Regions from separate parts of the Mus musculus genome. Here region 1 is linked to region 2. A link is a contact called in public Hi-C data. All regions are on one chromosome and are shown on one strand. The core of a region is the stretch at or near the end of the contact, and the rest is flanking DNA. Distances in the headings are between cores, read along the strand shown.

Region 1 (5,548 bases), core at 139-2,638, 990 kb after region 2:
CTAGTCTGCCTTATTCACAACGGCTTTAGCAGGGACTCTTCCTGCTGAACAGTTTAGAATGTGGTATCTGAGAGTAAGTGAGCCATTTACTCTCAAGTTTTCAGATGGGAAATTATACCACAAACTTGGTAGCTTGAAGTTTCTGTGGGATATTATGTGAAACTGCTTCAGATCCCTACATCCTTCTCAACTCTTCCTCAAAAACTCTTAAAAATAGCACGTTAAACTCTCAGAGTGATTCAACTGGCTTAAAATAATTCACAAACATCTTTCTAAAAGGAAGTAGGGGAAAGATAGGAGGTGGCATGCAAATCAGGCAGCAGATTCTGTGAACAGTAAGAGGTAGAAGAACAGATCACATAGACTCTGGGCTAGCAGTCATCTGAATTTCGTCATCAATTGCTTGCTGGATTAGGGCAGATCATCAGTGTTAGCAAGGCTAAAGAAGTGTGCTAAACAGATGGAATCGTTGAGAGCCCGAGGGAAACTCCTCTTGTGCACATTAAGCCATATCTACATGAGGATGACAGTGGCTTAACCCAAGGGACAACAGGGACCCAAGATGGGCTCAGGCAGGTTCTTTGGAGGAACCTTTTTAAAAGAAGGTTTGTTTATGTTATGTGAGTACACTGTAGTTGTCATCAGACACACCAGAAGAGGGCATCAGATCTCACTACAGGTAGTTGTGAGCCACAAAGTGATTGCTGGGAATTGAACTCAGGACCTCTGGAGCAGTCAGTGCTCTTAACTGCTGAGCCACCTCTCCAGCCTATGGAGGAAGTGCCTTTTTAACCCCCAATCTACAAAACAGCTGTCTTCTTTTACTTCAAAGCCACACTCTAAAAGTGTCTGAGTTAATTCATTAATTCACTAGAAATTTATTTTATACTCTCATACATCAGGCACTGTGCCGGGCCCTGAGGATACAAAAGCCAATAAATAATATAATTAATCATAATAATAGCTTCCATTATCAAGAGCCTGGTGTGTGGCAGGAGTTCTCCTTCCATTACACAATGGAATGCCCACAACAAACTTCTAAAGGAGGCATTATGTTCCATCAACAGTGAAAGTCTGAGATGAAGAAAGGAAGGATCTGTGAGGCAAGGACAGGGGTCTCTCAATGAACTGCAGGAGCAAGATAAAAATAAAAATGGTGATAGCCTATGGGATATGTCAAACTACAGATTACAGGGGAGTGGGGAAAGAGGTGGTCTTAACTCAGACAGAAGGGAAAAAGGAATGAGGATGTGTATCTGTGGATAAGTACAGAGTTTATAGAAATGTGTGTGTGTGTGTCCAAATGTGCTGAGGGATAAGGGCCTTGGTCACTGATGATAAACAGCCCAGGATGTGAGATATGGGTAACAAGATGCGATGTGCCTTTGCCCCATATCTCAAGCCTCTCTTGAGAGCACCACCAGGAGAAAGCCACAGGGCCTGTGCTTTACATTGCAGAGACTCTGACAAGACATTTCTTTATCTGTCTGAAGAGGCAGGCCATTTATCATGGCAGACTAATTCCTCTCTTTAAGTTAGATATTATGCCATCTATCTGCGTTCCTAATATGGATATATAATAATGACAGGTTTTTAAACAACAAACAAAATCATATATGTCCAAATAAATACTGCAAAATAATCATTTCACATTTAAACACATACTTCAGTCTTCCTCCCAAGGCCCAAGGTGTACATTCCTTGTGCATCCTTCTCAAAATTGCCTTCCCAGCCAGCAGCATATTCTTTTGAATATCCTAAGGAGTGACAAATCTTCACCCTTTGCGGAATAACATTTTTTTGCATTGGTTTGTTTTATTTGTTTTAAGGCAAAAAGAAAAACTCATTTGGGGGCCAAGCCTAGATAAGGTTAAATTGAGTAAAATTATTGAAAACATAATTAAATGCCAGATACCACATTAAGAATTCTCTACAAATCACTCTAGTGTAATTCTCACCACAGATCTATAATATTAGTATTATGCTATATTTAAAATTTCCTTAACAATTACAAAATTAACATTTATCAATGAAGTATATTAAGGTTGATATTGATGACCTCACTGAATACTTCCTTATTGCAAAATAATTACTTTCACTGAAGGCCATTTGGAAAGCTCTAGAAGAGTAGAAAGTAAGCCTTCTTAGGCTTTCGGCACACAAATGTAATCCTTGATTATCTCCCTGGTTCATCTCTTGTAAGTACCAACATATAATTTTCCACCAAAATTAATCGGTGTATACAACTTTTACATATTTATATAAATTTATATAGAATTTTTCACTACATTTTATAGCCTGAACCATCTTTCATGTCATTGAGTTCATCTATGAAATCTTTTCTCACTGCTTGGTATTCTTGTACATAATTATAACAGCATCTACCTAAGAATTTACAAACAAAGCAAAACAAAAAACAAAACAAAAAAATTTAGCCAGGCAGTGGTGACTTTTAATCCCAGAAGTTATGAGACAACAGCAAATCTCTAATTTTGAAGATATCTTGGTCTATAGATCAAGTTTTAGGATAGCCAGGACTATACAGAAAAACCCTGTCTCAAGGAGGAGAAGGAAGAGAAGGAAAAGAAGAGGAAGAAAAAGGAGGAGGAGGGAGAGGAGGAGGAAGAGAAGAAGAATTTCCACATTTTAATACTACAAGGGCCCATTCTTCATAGATAAATCTTTTCCTAGAGTTATGGCTCCAGGACATATGTGTCCTGTTAGAATTTTCTTGTCCTATACTTAAAATTTAACACAGGCTGAAGTTGTCCCAGGTCTTTGACTTTCTAAAACTATGATTCTACTCCCCCCCCCCCAATATTATCAACTAATTTTGAAGGAATCATCTGTGAAAGAAGGGACCTGCACAAGTACAAGCAGAACTATGACTGAAGAATGTTGGTGGGTTGGTGGGTTGGTGGGTTGGTTGTTGGTTGGTTGGTTGGTTGGTTGGTTGGTTGGTTGATTGGTTGGTGGATTGGTTGGTTGGTGGATTGGTGGGTTGGTGGGTTGGTTGGTGGGTGGGTGGGTTGGTTTGTTGGTTGGTTGGTTGATTTTTGTCTTGGTTTTTTGAGAAAGGATTTCTCTGTGTAACAGCCCTGGCTGTCCGGGAATTCACTGTGTAGCCAGGGTGGTCTCCAACTCAAATAGTGAGGTTAAAGGCAGGTGCCACTATCATCGGCCCAAATGATTTTGAGAAAGGAGTGTATAACAGCTTCAGAAGTCATTTCCATAAAGCACTCTAAGGAATTGAGTTCAGTTCTGTGTTTGTGTTTAGCTGTTCTTAAAGCACTCACCTCGCTTCATTGGCACATTCTTAGAAGACAGAAACTCTGGACTTAATGAGTTTATAGGATAGTGACTATCTTGGCCTAAGCACTGAGCTTCTTATTGAATTACCAAAAAGTCGAATCTCTCCAGCCATTTCTACAATCTACTTGGAAAAAAGCTTGGTTACAAATTTAGGCCAGCCACCCTCAAGTGAAGAGCCCACACCCACATGTTTAGAATACCAAAGGACTAACAGATAGCCCAGTCTTTAAGGCTGGCTATGTTCTGATAACAGGACTGGGGTGGGGGGCTGCATTTTCCACCCAAAGTTCTTCTGGCTCGCTGTAAATGTATGACCTGTTCTAGAAGAACGAAACAAGAATAGCAGCTCTCCTAGACAGAAAACCCAACTGGTTGAGAGTGTCAAACCTATGAATAGGAGGAAGACGTTGTTTTCAAAGTGTCTTTTAGTAGAGGCACTTTACAAACATTTCTAAGTTGTCTTGAATTTCTTGGCTCTAAGCATGCTCCTCTTTGTGGGCAGGGGAACAAATGGAAAGGTAAAATTTGAAAGGTTGGGGTTAATAGGAACAGTGCCTCAAGCTATCAGAGGTTTGGTAAAGACATGCTCGAGGTCTTTGCGCAGCTCCTGGCTTTCTCTCGTGCTTTGTTTGTTTGTTTGTTTGTTTTGTTTGTGTGTTTGTTTTGAGACAGGGTTTCTCTGTGTAGCTCTTGCTGTCCTGGAACTCACTTTGTAGACCAGGCTGGCCTTGAACTCAGAAATCCACCTGCCTCTGCCTCCCAAATTCTGGGATTAAAGGCGTGCACCACCACTGCCTGGCCTGCTCTGGTTTTTTTTTTTGTTGTTGTTGTTTGTTTGTTTTTTTATCAACTGGCCAGCAAGCAGTCCTGCATGCTACCTGCCCCACCTCCTCAGTGTTTCTCCAGTTTCACAGAACTCTGGACTCTTGTCAGATGTCCGGACACACTCCTGCTTCTCCCAGGAAACCAGGACTTAAGATCTCTGCTTTTTCTTCTCATGTGCCCTCCCATCACTTTGGTATAAGCACCTGTCTTCTAGAGACTTGTTTCTGTTTCTGCTTCTTGTTTCGTTTCAGACCCAGAGACAAGGGCCCAAGGTGCCTATTTTATATTCCAAAGCAGATCTGGTCTACAGGTTCTCCTAGCATCTTAGTCCTTGCTTGGCATACTAAGTCCCCAATCCTGAACTTTCCAGTCCAGGAGCTGGGCTGCCCTTCCCCACAGAGACTCTTCCCTATACAATCCAGACATTTTGCTCTCTTTCACTCTCTTTCTCTCCCTCCCTCCTTCCCTTCCTCCCTCTTCTTCTCTTTCTCTCTCTGCCCATCAAGCCCTTTCTCTCTTTCTACCCATTACCCCATGATGGTGACTTCCCTAGTTGCCATCCCTGGGGTCAGGGAACTCACCCAAGAGCAGCTTTCCAATAAACCTGCCTTTAATATATTTTAATCGGGTTTGAATTGGCTCATTTCACTGGCGATGGAGAAATGACTTACCTCTTCTGTTCCTTAACACACAATAATCTGAGTGCTTCAAATTCTTCAGAGTTTTGTTTCGCTTTGTTTTAATCTCAGAAATTCATTTTCCTCACCATGGTGTTTGAGGCTGAGGCCCTGCCCTTCTCTTTGCCTTCAACTTCTACCAATTGCTCACAACAGATCCCACCACTCCAGCCCCAACCCCATCCTGGAACACTCTCCACTCCCCTAGGCCTTAAGCTCGATGCCAGAGCTCCAAAGCACGTTCCTGGGGTTAGCCTCAGCTCCCTCTCACACCACATTATTGTCTATTTATCACTTGCACCAGGGACAACAGCTTCTATTATCTCTGTTTGTTGTTTACTGTAATATAGGCTGTAAAAGAAATTTACCTCTAATATACACAGTATTTCACCTGTGCCAAGCTCACAAAGAATATTTAATAAAAATGTGCCAAAATGGTTGGTTGGTTGGTTGGTTGGTTGGTTGGTTGGTTGGTTGGTTGGTTGATTTTTGAGACTGAATCTCATTATAGCCCAGGCTAGCCTGAACTCCTGTATAACTCTTTACTGTTATGAATGTTGACACTGTATTAAGTTAGGTTCACCTACTATATACCTTTCTGCAAGTTGCAAATTGGGTGTTTTGCTTGTTGCACCAACTTTCCTGAATTAGTGACCAAAAAGAACCAATTAAGCTGCTAGGGAGTCTTTCCTATGCGAGTAGCAAGAAAAGGTGCTAATAATAGAACAGAACAT
Region 2 (5,685 bases), core at 2,733-5,232:
GGTATAAAAAGATGGATGAGTTAAGAGTTTTTAAATATTTTCTGAATAAGGAATGTTCTTATATCTCATAGTAACTAAAAAATAAAAATTAAAAAAACATCAGACTTATTCATAACATTACAAATAGCAATAAATTTTCAATAGATTTTATTGTTTAACCTTACTATTAATTTTACTATTAAGAGCACTTACAAATATATCAGCTTCTTGTATAGAATGCCTAATGAGAACACCTAAATTTCACAAAACACAGTGTCTAGCTTGTATTTGTTCTGTTTGTTATTTTGAGTCAGCACTTTTTGTACACATTCTTTTTTTAAACAAGAAGGTTTATATTGATCTAATAAAATTTACATAACACCCTTATAGAAAATCTTCCCCTCCTGTCTCCCTGTATGGTAGTCCTGGCCATACACACAGTATTGATTGCAAAACATTATTGTTCTTTATTCTTATTGCTTAGCACTGGGGATTACATTTCTAGTCAGTTTTGTGTCCAGAAGTGATAAGCTTAGGGCTCCATGTGTGGCAATTCTTGACTAACATGCTTTATGGCTAACATGTTAATGTCTCAAAACTAATAAAGTCCATTCAAAGATATTCTCTAAAGTATGAGAGCACTCCACATGGACCCTGATATCCAGTGGATGAGGAATGAAGTATTCAAATATTTGAGGATATTGTTCAATTCACAGAGATTATTTTTAAAAATCAGGTAAAACATCAGAGTAGAAACAAGACCAAAGTTAATTTCTTAATCTTAAGCTCTGAGAAAGCATCTCTAAAATAGAAGGGCATTGTGGGAGTGTAGTGGTGTCTCATATTACAGAAGGTTAAGACCCATATGATTTTTGATTTTATGATTTGCCCTTATACTTAATTTAAATAGTAGAAATGAATAATTAAAATTTTCTGATTCACTTGAAGTTTTTATTAAAGGTCTGTGTAGAGCTTAACATGAATTGACTAAACATCCACTAAGAAGCCCCAGAAATCAGCACCATTGTATTGAATGGTATTGTATTGTATTGTATTGTATTGTATTGTATTGTATTGTATTGTATTGTATTATAAAGTACAGTAAAATATTCACAATTTTTTATTATGAATTAGAACATTTGTCCAGACTTGATACATGGTCTACAAATTTTAGATTCTCTCACATTTAAATGATTCATGAAAGTATTTTTTTTCAAAATCTAATTCTAGTGGATAATCACCTTATAGATTTGAAGAAAGAATTAAATTGGGAACAAGAAATCAAAGGTCTGAGGTTCAATTACTTTCTTTTATAATTAGTTTATGCATTATTAAATAGTGGAACAAATTTGTAACAAAATGTCCTACTATTGCTATTGATTTTGAAGGTTTTTCTTACTTTTATTTAGTAGTGCTAGGTTTTCATCTCACATCTTGGCTAATTTCTAGTGATATCTTTTATTTAAAAAATTCACAGTCTGTTGCCATTTACAGATTTATTTGAGTATTGATGAGGTACTATTAGAAAAGTATCTACTCTCCAAATTAACTTCCATTTGAATCATTTGCACACATTTTCTTGAGCGTTCCTCCAAGTCTCCATTAAATTGTCCTAATGATTTTGGCACAGACAGCATAAATGTATCTATGTTATTCCCTTAGCAAATGTAAATGGTAATAGAATATCTGTGTAGACTATCAATATGATGCATTTAGATTATGTACAGTGCTGAGCATAGTATAGAGCAACTATATTAATTAATAAATGTTATTGATTATGTTTAATGATTTGATTGTCCCAAATAAGTAGAAGATTTACAATATATATTCCATGGTTACAAAAAAAAAAAAAACCAGTAGTTGTATTTGTATAGGAATAGATAAATGAAAGCAATTTCACTTCTGAATGAAAATGCCAGTACCATGGGCTACATTCTGTCCAGGTACACTGTGATCTTAACATATATATTTTTCCTTTATGCTTAAATTTCCAAGAGTGTTCCTTATTCTATTTTCTTTTACATTAATCTCTTTTAAAATAACTTAATTTTCAGGTTTGAATTCATGCTCTCAAACCTATAGTTGTCTTTATGAGCTGCACCATGGTAGGCAGGATAAAAAATGAACCTTGGACCTCAAAGAGACACATGCTTACATAATTCCTTTCTCTTGACAGTGGTAAATTCTGTGACATTTATAGAGCCAGTAACAAATGGAATATGTGAAGGGAAGACATCTAACTAATTATGTTACATTGGATTGTACTGGAGGTAGGATAAATGTTCTCATCTCTCTCGGGATTTAACAGATGCTCTTTTTAAGAACTGGAAAAAATAAATAAACTGCCTCATCTGTAGGGAAGATTTGTGTTAGGGTGGCATGGTCGGTCTGAGGTTCTATAGGAACCAAGAAACCCAGGTGAAAAATCAATGTGAAAGCCACACTGTCAGTATTACAACAACAAAGATAACATCAATGTGACCATGGAAGAGGATGCAGAACTCTGTCAAAGAATGCACCCCACTTAAGATCATGGGCCTTTGTGTCATCATCAACAGAAGTCCAATGAAAATATGCTTAACATCATATCCATGGAAAACCCAAGACAAATGCATGTTGTTTTGATCTGTTAATGTGGTTAAATTTGAAAAAATATAGAAAATTATTGTGTATTTATTTTACAAAATACTTTTGAAGCCCTTTTTATATCACTTCTACTGGGAATTACCCCCCCCCAACTTGCCCTTAATTTTTGCCTCATTGAATCATCATTTTTATCTGTTCTCAAGTGTTATCACTCAAAAGACTTCTGTCACCTGTAGTACAGAATAAATTTGACTTTGTTCCTTTTTTTTTCTGTGACTGTTGGGGCACCTCTCTACACATTGAATTAAGGTATGTCTCTCAAGGTTCAATCGTTAATTCTGTCCTGGCAGAGAGCTAAGTCCTAACAGGATTTTGGTATTCTCATTTTTATGGTCCATTACTAGGATTTCTTTAGTAAACTTGTGTCCTTCCACACCTGCTCAAAACATGAAGACCAAGCAGCCCTCATTGTCTAAAGGCAATCCTAAGAGATGGACCAGGCTTCTTCTTTTTGTTTGTTTGTTTGTTTTTCGGAACAGGGTTTCTCTGTGTAGCCCTGGCTGTCCTGGAACTCACTCTGTAGACCAGGCTGGCCTCGAACTCAGAAATCTGCCTGTCTCTGCCTCCCAAGAGCTGGGATTAAAGGCATGCGCCACACTGCTAACTAATGACAATAAATATCTAACAGCCAATATACCTGAAACAGGAAGTAAGGGGCAGAACTTCCGGGCAGACAGCACACAAGCAGATGGAGGAAAATCCAAGGGGATAGAAAAAGGAATCGTATGGGTGGGAACAAGAATATTATACCCAAGTCACAGGGACCTCCAAAGACCGCTGGAGAGTCAATTCTGAAGCAAACGCACAAGTGTTTTTATTAGGAGCTAATGACCAAAGACTCTCACCACCAACTTCAGCTAGTCTAAGATGAAAGCTCTGTCTCTGCAGGTGCAGGATATTTAATGTGGTTAAAGCAAGCTTGGGGAATTTCCATATGGGTTAGCAAGTTAATATTTTACAAACTGCACTTCTGGTATAATCTGCAGGCACCAAACACGGGCGGGGGCGCGGGGGTGGGGGGTGAACCACCTGACAAACAGGATGGCTATGTTATCTATTGTCTGCAGGATGTCTTAGGTTATCTCAGTGGACCTTGACCCTGTTGTAGCCTGACTGGCTGTTGCTAAGGGCAGCAGGGTGCCATAGGATGTTTGCTCAAGTGGACTTTGTGGTTTTCCTCCTGGAATTAGAGTTTAATCTCTGGGTCTCACACAAAATGGTGCTTCTTTAAAAAAACAAAAAAACAAAAAACAAAAAAAAAAAAACCAAAAAAACCAAAAAAAAACTGAGTTGGTTGGGCTTTACAGAGCAGAGAGGTACAGAGCTAGCCACATGGTGGGGACTCAGTGCCCAGAAGTCAGATTATGTTAGAAGCTAGCTGAGAGACTGCCACAGCAAAAGGCCAAAAGCTTTAAACTACAGAAGTCTCACTCAAGTCTTATTTAAACGGCTAGCAGTTCTCTGCAAAATGTGATGATCACATCTAGTTTCCTTTGTTTATGTCAACAGGGTTCTATTTAAGACTCTTGCATGTAAGAACAAAATGCTGGGGGGTGCAGGCCATTACACATTGATAATCAAACAATGTGAATTAGTCTATGGAAATCAAAATGACATTCCTCAAAAAAAATCATATGTATTAGCTATACCACTTCTGTGAATCTAAACATGCTATGGATTTTTAAATATTTTTTAAACTATTCATAATAGACAAGTTATGGATTTGGCATATATCCATCAACTGATAGATGAATACAAAATGTGGTATATATGTATTCAGTGAAGTTTTTAGTCATGAACAATGAAATTGTCACTACAAGAAAAATTTAATGAACCTATAAATCATAAAAAAAAGAACATGCTTTTCTATTAACTAAAATCCTTCTCGATGTTAATATACTTCATTCTGTTCCCATAATGTATGATGGTAGTCTCTCTCTCTCTCTCTCTCTCTCTCTCTCTCTCTCTCTCTCTCTATTTGTGTGTGTTTTCTGAATTTTAACCACTCCTTCCACTCCCAGCTGCATCAAATGCAGAAATTCAAAATACTTTCAAACCGTCTATGCTCAAGTGGATGGTGGTTTGAAATAGTGTTGACCCATCCATCTAGTCTTAACTATTAGTCACATCAATGGGAAATATAGATGAATGGAATTAGCTACAGTTTTCTAATTATCTTATCCCTGGTTGTTTTCTCCTCTTTCTTAGTATTCTGAGTGGACATTATCCTTTTAATGTCATTATATGTTCAAAGTTCTGCTTGAAAGTCAATTCTTTTTTTTTTCTTAAAAAAAAAAAGAGAGATTCTTTAACCTTATGCAATCATAGAAACTTACTTCAAAAAAAGCATTGTTTAAGAAAACAATGCTTTTTTCAAGAGCCATAGGGAATGGAGAGAATCAAGGGGAAAGGTCTAGGTGCAGCAGAACCAGTGTACACATGAAATCACAGACTGGCAGCACAAGTCTGGGGCAGATGGGGTCCCAGGGCTGAAAGCAGAAGTGAACATATGTTCCCATCCATAACCCAAAAGCTATCTCCAGTTATTAACTACTTGCAAATGAAAACTTAGTATTCTCAATAAGTCACACTGAGCATATAAACCACTCTTTTTGTTTGTTTGTTTGTTTGTTTATTACACTCCCGATTTTACCTTCCCTACCTACCACAACCGCCATCCCCATCCTACTGAGCCACATCCCATACCTCCTCCCCACATCCCTGTCTCCATGAGGATGTCTCCACCCCACACACACAACCCCACCTGATCTCTAAACTTCCCAGGGCCTCTAGTGTCTTGAGGGTTAGGTGTATCATACCTGATTAACCCAGACCTAGTCATCCTCTGCTATATGTGTGTTGGGAGCCTCATATCAGCTGGTGTATGCTGCCTGGTTGGTGGTCCAGTGTTTGAGAGATCTCGGGGGTCCAGGTTAATTGAGACTACAGGTCCTCTTACAGGGTCTCCCTTCTCAGCATCTTTCAGCATTTCCCTAATTCAACCACAGGAGTCAGCAGCTTATATCCATGGGTTGGGCATCTGACACTTTCATCTGCTGT

What was found. A called contact is a pair of places that touch in the nucleus more often than the background predicts.
Region 1: a Hi-C map of the G1E-ER4 cell line shows a contact between it and region 2, with 4 times the contacts expected there. The contact joins two enhancer-like sites. A contact is called at or near these places in 1 of 15 datasets of contacts at CTCF or cohesin (the G1E-ER4 cell line), 2 of 484 Hi-C or Micro-C datasets (the G1E-ER4 cell line and nephron progenitors) and 1 of 115 datasets of contacts at active chromatin or transcription factors (the NIH/3T3 cell line).

Annotation. Positions count from the first base shown.
Region 1 is chr10:17,589,038-17,594,585 of GRCm38.p6, forward strand. All of the region lies in intron 3 of Gm32543 (a long non-coding RNA gene), which reads right to left. Among named protein-coding and RNA genes, the nearest start is that of Gm32656, 68 kb to the right of the region's middle. Within about 2 kb of position 1,389, at least 32 of the 459 cell types and tissues checked have an H3K27ac peak or open chromatin away from gene starts, as enhancers often do. A contact at or near this core is called in the G1E-ER4 cell line, where this site is marked.
Region 2 is chr10:16,597,444-16,603,128 of GRCm38.p6, forward strand. No RefSeq gene overlaps it. Among named protein-coding and RNA genes, the nearest start is that of Gm20125, 500 kb to the right of the region's middle. Within about 2 kb of position 3,983, at least 43 of the 459 cell types and tissues checked have an H3K27ac peak or open chromatin away from gene starts, as enhancers often do. A contact at or near this core is called in the G1E-ER4 cell line, where this site is marked.